2 separate regions of the Mus musculus genome follow, and region 2 is linked to region 1. Evidence: chromatin contacts called from public Hi-C data. All regions are on one chromosome and are shown on one strand. Each heading gives the region's core, a stretch centred on a gene start, on an enhancer-like site or on the middle of the called end of the contact. The rest is flanking DNA. Distances are from core to core; before and after follow the strand shown. Region 1 overlaps Tbck (TBC1 domain containing kinase). Region 2 overlaps Gm29811 (predicted gene, 29811).

Region 1 (5,275 bases), core at 1,519-4,018:
CCTTCTCCTCAGAGAAGGGGAAGCCCCGCTTTAGTACCTCCTTGCCCAGGGACATTCAGTCCCAGCAGGACTAAGCACCTCCTCTCCCACTAAGGCCCAACCAGGCAGTATCCAGTTAAGGGAAGGGGATGTAATGGCAGGCAACAGACTCAAAGACAGTTCCATCTCCAATTGTTATGGGGTCCACATGAAGACCAAGCTGCACAACTGCTCCAAATATGTAGGGTGCCAGCCTATGCATGCTCTTTGGTGGTTCAGGCTCTGAGCATCCTTGGGCCTAGATTAGTTGACTCTGAAAGTCTTCTTGTGGTGTCCTTGGCCCTCCGGGTCACTCAGTTCTATCCCCTACAAGTCTCTCCAAGCTCTGCCTGGTGTTTGGCCATGTGTCTCAATAGCTGTTTGCATCTAGTGCTGGATAAAGCCTCCCAGGAGACAATTGTGCTAGGTTCCTGTCTGCAAGTGTAGCAGAGCGTCAGGGTTGGCTCTCATTACATAGGATGTGTACAAGCTGCTGTGCATCTTGTAGGCAGGACAAGTTTTAGGTTGAAGGTTTTGTGGGTGGATTGGTGTTCTCCTTCCTCCACTGGAAGTCCTGCTTGACTACAGGAGTTGGGCACTTCAGTCTCCATATCCTCTCCGATAGGAATCAGCTAGGGTCACCCCCATAGCCTTGCTCCCCACTGATTTCCGTTCTCACTCCCAGCCCTCTCCTGCCCCCCCCACACCTGATACCCATCCCTGTTCCTGCTCCTCACCACCTCTCCCACCCTGTTCCCTCTTCATCCAACCCCTTGATTATTTTGTTCCCCCTTCTGAGTGAGATTCATGCATCCTCCCTTGGGCCTTATTACTTAGTTTCTTTGGGTCTGTAGACTATAGCATGGTTATCCTGTACTTCATGGCTAATGTCCACTTATAAGTGAATACATAACATGTTTGTCTTTCTGGGCCTGGATTACCTCCCTCAGCATGATACTTTCTAGTTCCATCCATTTGCCTGAAAATTTCATGATGTCCTTGTTTTTACCGCTAAATACTATCCCACTGTATAAACAAACCACAGTTTCTGTATCCATTCTTCAGCGGAGGGACATCTAGGTTGCTTCCAGTTTCTTTCTGTCTTTTACAAATAAAGGTGCTATGAACATAGGTATCCTTGTGGTATAGTGGGGCACCTTTTGGTTATATGCACAGGAGTGGTACAGCTGGGTCCTATGGTAGAACTATTCCCAATTTTCTGAGAAACCTCCAAATTGTTTTCAAGCGTGGCTGTACAGGTCTGCACTCCTGCCAGCAGTGGAGCAGTGTGCCCCTTTCTCCAAGTCCTCCCCAGCATGTGCTGTCAACTTAGTTTTTTATCTTAGTCATTCTAGTTGGTGTAAGATGGAATCTAGAGGCATTTTGATTTTAATTTCCCTGATGACTTAGAACATTGAACATTTCTTTAAGTGTTTCTTTTTTTTTAATACAAAAATTTTACATTTTCTCACAATTTTCTGGTTCTGTGTTTTTTCCTGGTTCCAATGATGATGCCAGTATTCTCGCAGGCACAAGTAATGATAGTAAATGAATTAAACCGTCTGAGAGAGGCCACTGAACAACAAACAAAAGACCAGTGAGTTTTGAGATTATATATTTATTAAGCACTTTTAAGAGAAATAAGGAATCTGCCACCTACCTTTGTTTATATTTGGTGAATATTTTCTACTCTGACATCTTTTAAAAGTCTTCATCCTTTGAGGGAAAATAATAACGAAAATGTGTTGGAATAATTTAAAAACTTTTCTTTCTCATTTTTTCACAAATGTCATCCAATTTATCAAATTTAATTAAAATAAGTTATTTCTTACATTAAGCAATGATAGTTCTGGACTTTATTTTTCAGTTTTTTTCTGGAAGGTAGTGGATCTGAGTAAAAACACAGAAGCCAGTTTCACAAACCCGGAAGCAGTCTGTGCCCCACAGCTGTTTCCCTGTCATCCCAGCTTTGTCAAAGGAAGCAGAGGAGGATTGATCAGGATTAAAGGAATTTTTCGGTCAGTTATAAAAATAAGTATGTTGGGAATGCTGATTGTGTATTTTCAAATCTAGTAAACTTGGTGGCTTTCCTTCCAAGCGTAAGTGTCCCACAAATGCTGGTGAAAACATCTGTGATGATGGCTTATAGGCAAATTTGTGACCAGTGCTAACTCAGCTAGTGCAGTTTGTAATAAAGACCTCTGAAGGCAGAGCCCTAGCATGTCCGTGTGTTAGAACTAAGTAGTTGAAGTGCAGCCCTCTCTTCGCCTTTGAAACCAGGATGCATCTACTGATGGGCAGCGCCCTGACCCACTGTGCTGTTCTGCTTGCTCAGCACGCTTTACTCACTGGATGTGATTCCTCTTCCTGAGAAAAGCTCATGAGAAATGCATTTACCCTTAAGTGGCCCATGTTTCATTTTTAATGATATTGTACCTGGGTGGGATATTTTTCTCAAGTAGATTTAAAGAATTTCATTTTTTGGCATGCTAAGTTCCCAACTTGAAAGTTGCTTGAAGAACTTTGGAAGTAGCCATTGACAACCCTAAAATGTAAATGCAGACCATACACAAACTAACATGTTCAGAGTATTAGACAATAATAGTGTCGAGCACTTTTGAAACAAATTGTATGTTAGTCTACCTACAAAGAATAGATAGGCTAACTATATTGTACTTCTAATTTTAAGGCCAGGATCAGCATTGAGTTTAACTAACTAAATACATTGTGTTGCAGTAAAATCCCACTGAAGGTTTAACAAACTAGGTCATGGGAACCGTAGAGAAGTGGTTTCATTTCCTCATCTCTAACTCTGATAATGACCATATTTCCTGTCAATAGATCACTGTGTTAAATTAGTACAGATAAAGAATTAAAGCAGCATAAGACAGATGCAATATAAATTGTAAATGTTATTAATACTATTATTATTGTTGTTGTTATTATTATGCTTCTTGCTTTTTATTCAAATATAATATGCTGCCTTCTTAATAATATAAATGTAGTAATCTCTCCTCTTAGCTATTTCTAAAAATTCTTGAAGTTAACTGTCATAAGAATTCATTGTTAGAAATTACCTTTAAAATTAAGCCTTCAGGGCTATTGTTTTGTATGACTAGGAAAAACATGTTTTTCTTGCTTCACGATAGTTTTTATAGAGGCCAGCACCCACAGGCTTAGAAGTCAAGGCACACATGAGTTCCAGTCGAGTTTCACCATGCTCGGCCTGTGTGAACTGAGAAACCTGTAGTGTGATGCTGCTGCTGCAAAAGCCTGCTCTGCAAAGGGAGAGTAGCCATGTACACAGCACAGCACTTCAGCCACGTGGGCTGCCCCATTTATGTCAGCTTGGCCTGAGCTAGATTCATCAGAGAGGTGGGAGGCTCAATGGAGAATCGCCTCTCTAAGACCAGGCTGTGGGCAGGCCTGGAAGGCATTTTTGGTGATTGAGGTAGAGGGTCCAGCCCATTGTGGGTGGGCCGCTTCTGGGATTGTAGTCCAGGGTTCTACAAGAAAGCAGACTAATCAAGTTCAAGACATGGGAAGTAAGCCAGTAAGAGGCATGCCTCCATGGTCTCTGCATGAGCTTCTGCCTCAGGTTTCTCCCAATGTTTGAGTATCTGTCCTGACTTCCTTTGATAATGAACAGTAAAGTGACAGTATCACGTCTCACACTGTTGTGTTGACTACTAAAATAATATGCAAAATGCAGCCGGCATAAAAACTCATAAAGGGAAATATGCCCAACGTCTTTTTTTTACACTTTTAAAAAACTTTATTAGTTATTTTATTTATTGACATTTCAGATATAATTCCTTCCTGGTTTCACCTCACAAACCCCCATCTCCTCCTCTTCCCCTCTGCTTCTAGAGGGTATTCCCTCACCCACCCACTCCCACCTCACTATCCTAGCATTCCCCTACACTGGGGCATCGAACCTTCACAGGACCAAGGGACTCCCCTCCCACTGATGTCCAACAAGAATATCTTCTGCTAAATATGCGGCTTGGAGACATGGGTCCCTCCATGTGTACTCTTTGGTTGGTGGTTTAGTCCCTGGGAGCTCTGGGGATTGGGGGGTGTCTTAGTCAGGGTTTCTATTCCTGCACAAACATCATGACTAAGAAGCAAGTTGGGGAGGAAAGGGTTTATTCATCTTACACTTCCAAGTTGCTGTTCATCACCAAAGGAAGTCAGGACTGGAATACAAGCAGGTCAGAAAGCAGGAGCTGATGCAGAAGCCATGGAGGGATGTTCTTTACTGGCTTGCTTCCCCTGGTCTGCTCAGCCTGCTCTCTTATAGAACCAAGACTACGAGCCCAGAGATGGTCCCACCCACAAGGAGCCTTTCCCCCTTGATCACTAATTGAGAAAATGCCTTACAGTTGGATCTCATGGAGGCATTTCCTCAACTGAAGCTCCTTTCTCTGTGATAACTCTAGCTGTGTCAAGTTGACACAAAACTAACCAGTACAGGGGGTCAGGTCTGCTTGGTTGATATTGTTGTTCTTCCTATGGGACTGCAAACCGCTTCAGCTCCTTGAGTCCTTCCTCTAACTCCTCCATTGGGGTCCCCATGCTCAGTCCGATGGTTGGCTGTGAGCATCTGCATCTGTATTGGTCAGGCTCTGGCAGAGCCTCTCAGGGGACAGCCATATCAGGCTTCTGTCAGCGAGCGCTTCTTGGCATCAGCAATCGTGTCTGGGTTTGGTGTCTTTATATGGGATGGGACCCCAGGTGGGGCAGTCTGGTCTTTCCTTCAGACTCTGCTCCACTCTTTGTCCCAGTATTTCCTTTAGACAGGAGCAATTATGGGTTATTAGGGAAATGACACCCTTCACAATACTCACAAATAATATAAAATATCTTGGTGTGAGTCTAGCCAAGCAAGTGAAAGATCTGTATGACAGGAACTTCAAGTCACTGAAGAAAGAAATTGAAGAAGACTTCAGAAAATGGAAATATCTCCCATGCTCATGGATAGGCAGGATTAACATAGTAAAAATGGGCATCTTACCAAAAGCAATCTACAGATTCAATGCAATCCCCATCAAAATTCCAACTCAATTCTTCACAGAGATAAAAAGAGCAATTCTCAAATTTATTTGGAATAACAAAAAACCCAGGATAATGAAAACTGATCTCAACAATAAGAGAAATTCTGTGGGAGTCACCATCCCTGACCTCTACTACAGAGCAATAGTGATAAAAACTGCATGGTATTGGTACAGAGACAGGCAGGAAGATTAATGGAACA
Region 2 (5,275 bases), core at 1,161-3,660, 110 kb after region 1:
CTGGTCACATGTCTCAGTTACCAAGCACATTCCAAACTCAGGGCTTTCCTGCTGTGTTGAGGAGTCTCTTCTCTGGTATCTTCATAGCTCCTGTCCTGTCCTCTGAAGGTCCACACCCAATACACTCAGGCTCAGCCATGCCTTCGGGTCTTCCTAATCAAGCATGATAAGGAAATCAGTGCTTATTGTCTGTCCTCCCTCACAGCTCTGCAGAGCAAGCAATGCCAGCCATCAACGCTGCTGTATCACTACCACCCTTTCACTCTGAATGACAAAGTGGCCATTGGCTTCATTTAACCCAATAGGGCTGTAGTACCTGGGCACGACAGTTTCTGTGTGTACTTCACTATATCAACTTTCTCTCAGACTGCTGTTCTGAGAACTGAAGAGTGTCTTCTCAAGAGTCAGTGGGTGCAGAGAACCAGGCTCAGGTAGAAAGTGTGGTGAATTATCTTAGGCGTATGTCAAGATGCACACTATGTAGAGGGCCAATGAATCGCCCCACATCTCTGTCTGCAAGGTACCTGTGATGGAACACTTGACTGCTAAATTCTTGTGTTCACTTCCTCAGGTCACACCACCTCAAAAGTCACAAGATCCCGGAAGTTTCTTCTATGAATGTTTTTGAGCCTCGGGAAGTCATCCAGCTTCCACTAGCTCTCTCGGGAAAGCAGTGTGCAGCCTGCCTCTGGCCATCAACAATGACATGAGACCGATGCCTTTCCACCATGGAGCCAAAGAGCAGGACCAGAGTGTGAAGTGGTTCTTGAAATGTGCATTGCAGAAGCCGGGGAGACGTTTGTGCACCCCAGCAGCTCCCCTCCTAGGGATCCACAGTGTGAGGGAGACAAAGGTGCTGGCACCCGGAACAACAGACTGAACTATCGAGAAGACCACATGAGAAGAGAGAGAGAGAGTGTTTTCACCCTGAGGTTGAAATAAACAAGTACTATATTTCAAATTGTCTAAAGTAAGGACCGCTCTGTCATTTATTGAGCAGGCACACTCTACTGGGGACCTGATACCAAGCAATTCACAAACAGATTTAACTGCCAATTGACTTGGGCCTCCAGTGCTTCCTCTCCCCCTCCATTTTGCACTATTAGCTCCCTTTGGTTCCCTTCACTCATGATCTAAGGTTCACCCTGGAAATTTCTTCAGTGCCTGCCCTACACACCAGTGTCACTGCAGAGGGTAATTCTGTATGGTTCCACCCATCCTTTGGCTCATCTCTCTTAGAACTTTTATCATAGTATGGTATGCGTTGTTCTTTGCTGCTTCTGTAGCAGATTGTGGTTTCCATGGAGACTGTTGTGTGTTTGTGAGTATGAGTTAGCTTTCCCTCAGCAAATCAATATCAGGTTAGACAGAGGGTAGACAGGTTTGAGTAGACAGATGACAGCGATGATACATAGATAAAGCATGAGTGAATAGATGCCCTCATTTTAAAGAGAAAGTAGGAAATTAAGGCAGGATAGGAACCCTTGCCAGCCTCAACTCCAGTCCGGGGCTGCTGCCCACTGGTAACGTTCTTAGATAACCTATGAGAGAAGGCCACCATGTTTTGTGCTTTCTCCTTCAGTCGGTACCAGTCCTGTAACACCCATGAGCCCATGCCCCCTTACACACTGCAAGGTGTTCAGTGGGTTGAGCCCCTGCTGTCTTAACACACAAAGTCTGGACCCAGGAGCTGGGCTTTTGTGGCTTTCTCGCTCATCTCTTTCTCTCTGCTTTGCAGGCACCCACTCCTCACAGTTTGCCTTCTGTAAAGAGACCAGGAGAAACAGGTCTTTCCTTTTCAGAATCACGACTAGAACTATCCTCAGATCCTGTTAATAACTCCCAGACAGATGTATCATCCAAGCAATCCCACGTGCGCCCTGATATTCCAGTGGAAACGTGCGAGGAGCAGCCCTGCAGCCAGAAGGTCTGCCTTTACACAAACAGGAACAGCTCCTCAGCGCCTGTGTAACCTACGCAGGTTTCTCAACCTTCCCTGGCCTCTGAGCCTCCTTTTGCAATCAAGTGGGACAATGGTATCTGACTGGGGTTGTGTGAGGACGAAGTAACACGCACGGAGTCGCCATGTCTGGCACAAGTGCAAGCTCATTAATCGTGGGTGGATTCCCCATGATGCTTTTGTTGCCAGCCATGGAAGATTGTGATTCAAGGTACTTCGAAATCAGCAAGTCCTCTATGGGAGGCGTGGAGGGATGGAGGGACGGCTGCGGGGGTCAGGACGGTGCTCAGGGTGTGCAGTGAATTCAGGGTTACTTCCTGAACCTAGCTGCAGCTCCACCTTGCCAACTCCCATATCTGTGATCTCTACCCGTAACCCTGATATCCTCTGAAAGCCTCCAGCCCCCAATCCACAATCCAATGTTACCAGCAACCAGAAACGATGTTTGTACATGCCCCAACCGCTGCCGTTCACAGTGTAATACTTGGATCTGATCAGAGAGTGACTGAGACTACACCACCCACTGAAGCCACCATTCTGCTTATCCAGTTTCCTCCCCCCCGCCCCCCAAGCACGGGGAGCCAGCCCTGAGAAATGTCAGATTCTCTTTGCTGGACCTGCCTTCTTATGCCCCCTCCTAAAATTCTCAGCCCCGTGGATCTCACCTGAGACAACCTGTCCTGGCTAGCTCCTGCCTCCCTGCAGAGCGCCAACCTAATTTCTGGCTCAATGCCACTTTGAGCTTTCGAGGTGGGAGCCAGAGAGTCTGAGCTGCTAAGCCGCAGCGATGTGGGTTGGTGGTTAGCTCCCTGGAGCTCGCATTTTGAAATAGTTCTCGCATGAAAAATTGATAATGGTAGAAATTTGGGGATGGCTCAGCGAGAATAATTAACATTTTAGTAAAAATGAAGAGCTGTTTTGGTAAAGTGCCCTTTTCTTGTTTGTCTTTGTTTGCCTTAGTTTGTCAAATACAAAATCTCAAACCAGAAAAATGGGAAGACCTCCCCCAATCCAATAAAAACAGAAAGATTAAAAAACAGCCTCCATCTCACACAACTGAGGAGTTTCTAGGATTCCCACTACGGAACTACTCTCCCACCTAACCAATGCGACATGGCTTGATGGTTAGAGTCCCATTTCCTTGCAGTCTTTAACGGTATAGATCATTGCATTCTGTGGCTTACCACGATACATTTCAGAAAGCCCAAGCATGGGAAGCATTTAGTCACGAAAAACAGGATCTTGTTGATGCCTACGCAGACCAAACGGGCTCACTGGGTGAATGGGGATGTGCGTTTTCAACCATGTGACTCTGAATAAAGACTGTTTCTTTTAGTATTTGCTTTGTTCATCTTAAAAGGGAATAGGGCATATTACCCCCCCCCACACACACACACACCCAGATATCAATGAGGCAATGTGAAAAACCATGAGGTGTCCTAAATGGAACTGGCTTGTGATGATTGCTTCTGGGAACAGTTACCCAGAAGGCAAATTAAGACAGGGATTCCCCTAGAAACCCCTCCCTCCTCGTGATCACAGCAGACAAAGACAGATTGAGCCCCACTTCATCTGGGTGAGCTGGTTGCTGTGACATAGGATCATCTTCATCATCTCTTTTTTCTTCTCAAATTTTCTGGTTTCAGGTCTAAGAGTCCTTCCAGGGACATGGGCTGTCCACAGCCAGTGCTCATGGCTGGTGACTTTCCTGCAGAAGTTCCCAGGAGCGAGCTCACTGGGCACCTCTGGATAATTTTTAACCTTGCAGTACAAGCCTTAAGTTCTTGTCAGGGGCTAGATGGATTGATGTGGAATGTAAGGGGTTATTTATTTACAAGCCTTCTCACATGCAGGGTTATGTTACCTGTGGTGAGGATGTCTTGCCATGCAGGACGAATGTGCAAAGCAGACATTCTTGGAGCCAAGGCCTAAGTGGGCGCTGTGATACTCTGATCGCATTGAGTGGTGATTTTCCATAGCAGTAAAAAGCTTTGAAGATACAATGGTGGCAGAAGCCCTACCATTCTGCAGAGGAAGACCTTCACCACCTCCACACATGCTTTCCAAAAGCCATCTTTAAGGCCAAGTCATGTCTTTCATCTTGAAAATCTCCCTTGTCTATGGAGAGCAGGTGAAGACCTGAGTATGTATGTGGGTATGCATGTATGTAATGTATGTATGTATGTAATGTATGTATGTGTGTGTATGTAATGTATATGTATATGTATATATATGTATGTGTATATATGTATGTGTGTATGTATGTATATATATGTATATGTGTATGTATGCATGTGTGTGTATATGTATGTGTGTATGTATGTATATGTGTATGTATGTATGTGTGTGTATATGTATGTGTGTATGTATGTATGTATAACGTGAGTACAGCCAATGTTAAGGACCCAATGCCTCAGATCCACAGAAATGTAAAGGCCTTCCCTAGGCTATAGCTGTTGATACTGTATGCAGAAATTACCAGTCACAGCTTTCTCCTCCCTGGTGACTATAGTCTGAGACCATCCCCTACAAAGACCCCCTTACCGATCAGCTAATCAGCTTCCTAGTTCTGTTGGGTACAATAAACCCATCTTCTCAGACAGCTGTATGTAATAAATGAGATCCGATTCCTGGTCTTCTGATGTGTCTCCATCAGAACACACAGCCCACCCGAGTGCAGACTTCCTGTCCATTTCTTTACCTTGCATTTCTGTATTGCCATCACCCCAGGCAGGGCAACCCCAGAGCTGTGAAGGTCATGGCATTTGACCCCTCTTACCATCTCATCTCAATATCCCTGACAAGTCACTGTAGCATAAACTCTCTCACTTCATTGTGACCTGCCTTGTCTGCTGGTATATTATGTACACTTATCTCTGAACAGGTGAGCTCTCTGGGGTGAGCTCTCTGAGGTAAACTCTCTTACGGTGAGCTTGCTGAGGTGAGCTCTCTGAGGTGAGCTGTCTGAGGTGAGGGCCATGTACTCTTCTGCTCCCAGAAACTTTAGCTCAAGTAAATCGCCAATCAACCAAACCTTTGGAAAAATTCAAAACAGGACCAAGCATCCTCTTTTCATGGTCCATGCTGCAGACAAGTCACTCTGTGGGTGGGGTTATGTTGAGTCACCACTGAAGAACACCACGGATGCTTTACAATATAAACTGTGTGTCACTGTCTGACATTCTTGTCCCTTCCTTGGGTATTTAGCAGTGTCCTTCCACAGAGTAGGTGGGAAACACCACGTGAAGCATACTTGACAGGAGATGGGGCTGGAGAATTCTGGCATGAGCATCTGTGATATTCACTCAGCACTTC

What was found. A called contact is a pair of places that touch in the nucleus more often than the background predicts.
Region 2: a contact with region 1 is called in a Hi-C map of group 2 innate lymphoid cells, with 2.8 times the contacts expected there. The contact joins two enhancer-like sites. A contact is called at or near these places in 6 of 484 Hi-C or Micro-C datasets (the G1E-ER4 cell line, brown adipocytes, group 2 innate lymphoid cells and 3 more) and 3 of 115 datasets of contacts at active chromatin or transcription factors (embryonic stem cells, microglia and pancreatic cancer cells).

The regions. Positions count from the first base shown.
Region 1 is chr3:132,753,638-132,758,912 of GRCm38.p6, forward strand. All of the region lies in intron 22 of Tbck (TBC1 domain containing kinase), which reads left to right. Among named protein-coding and RNA genes, the nearest start is that of Gm30294, 21 kb to the right of the region's middle. Within about 2 kb of position 2,769, at least 8 of the 459 cell types and tissues checked have an H3K27ac peak or open chromatin away from gene starts, as enhancers often do. A contact at or near this core is called in group 2 innate lymphoid cells, where this site is marked.
Region 2 is chr3:132,862,026-132,867,300 of GRCm38.p6, forward strand. The region is part of intron 1 of Gm29811 (predicted gene, 29811); the gene reads right to left. Among named protein-coding and RNA genes, the nearest start is that of Gm29811, 14 kb to the right of the region's middle. Within about 2 kb of position 2,411, at least 25 of the 459 cell types and tissues checked have an H3K27ac peak or open chromatin away from gene starts, as enhancers often do. A contact at or near this core is called in group 2 innate lymphoid cells, where this site is marked.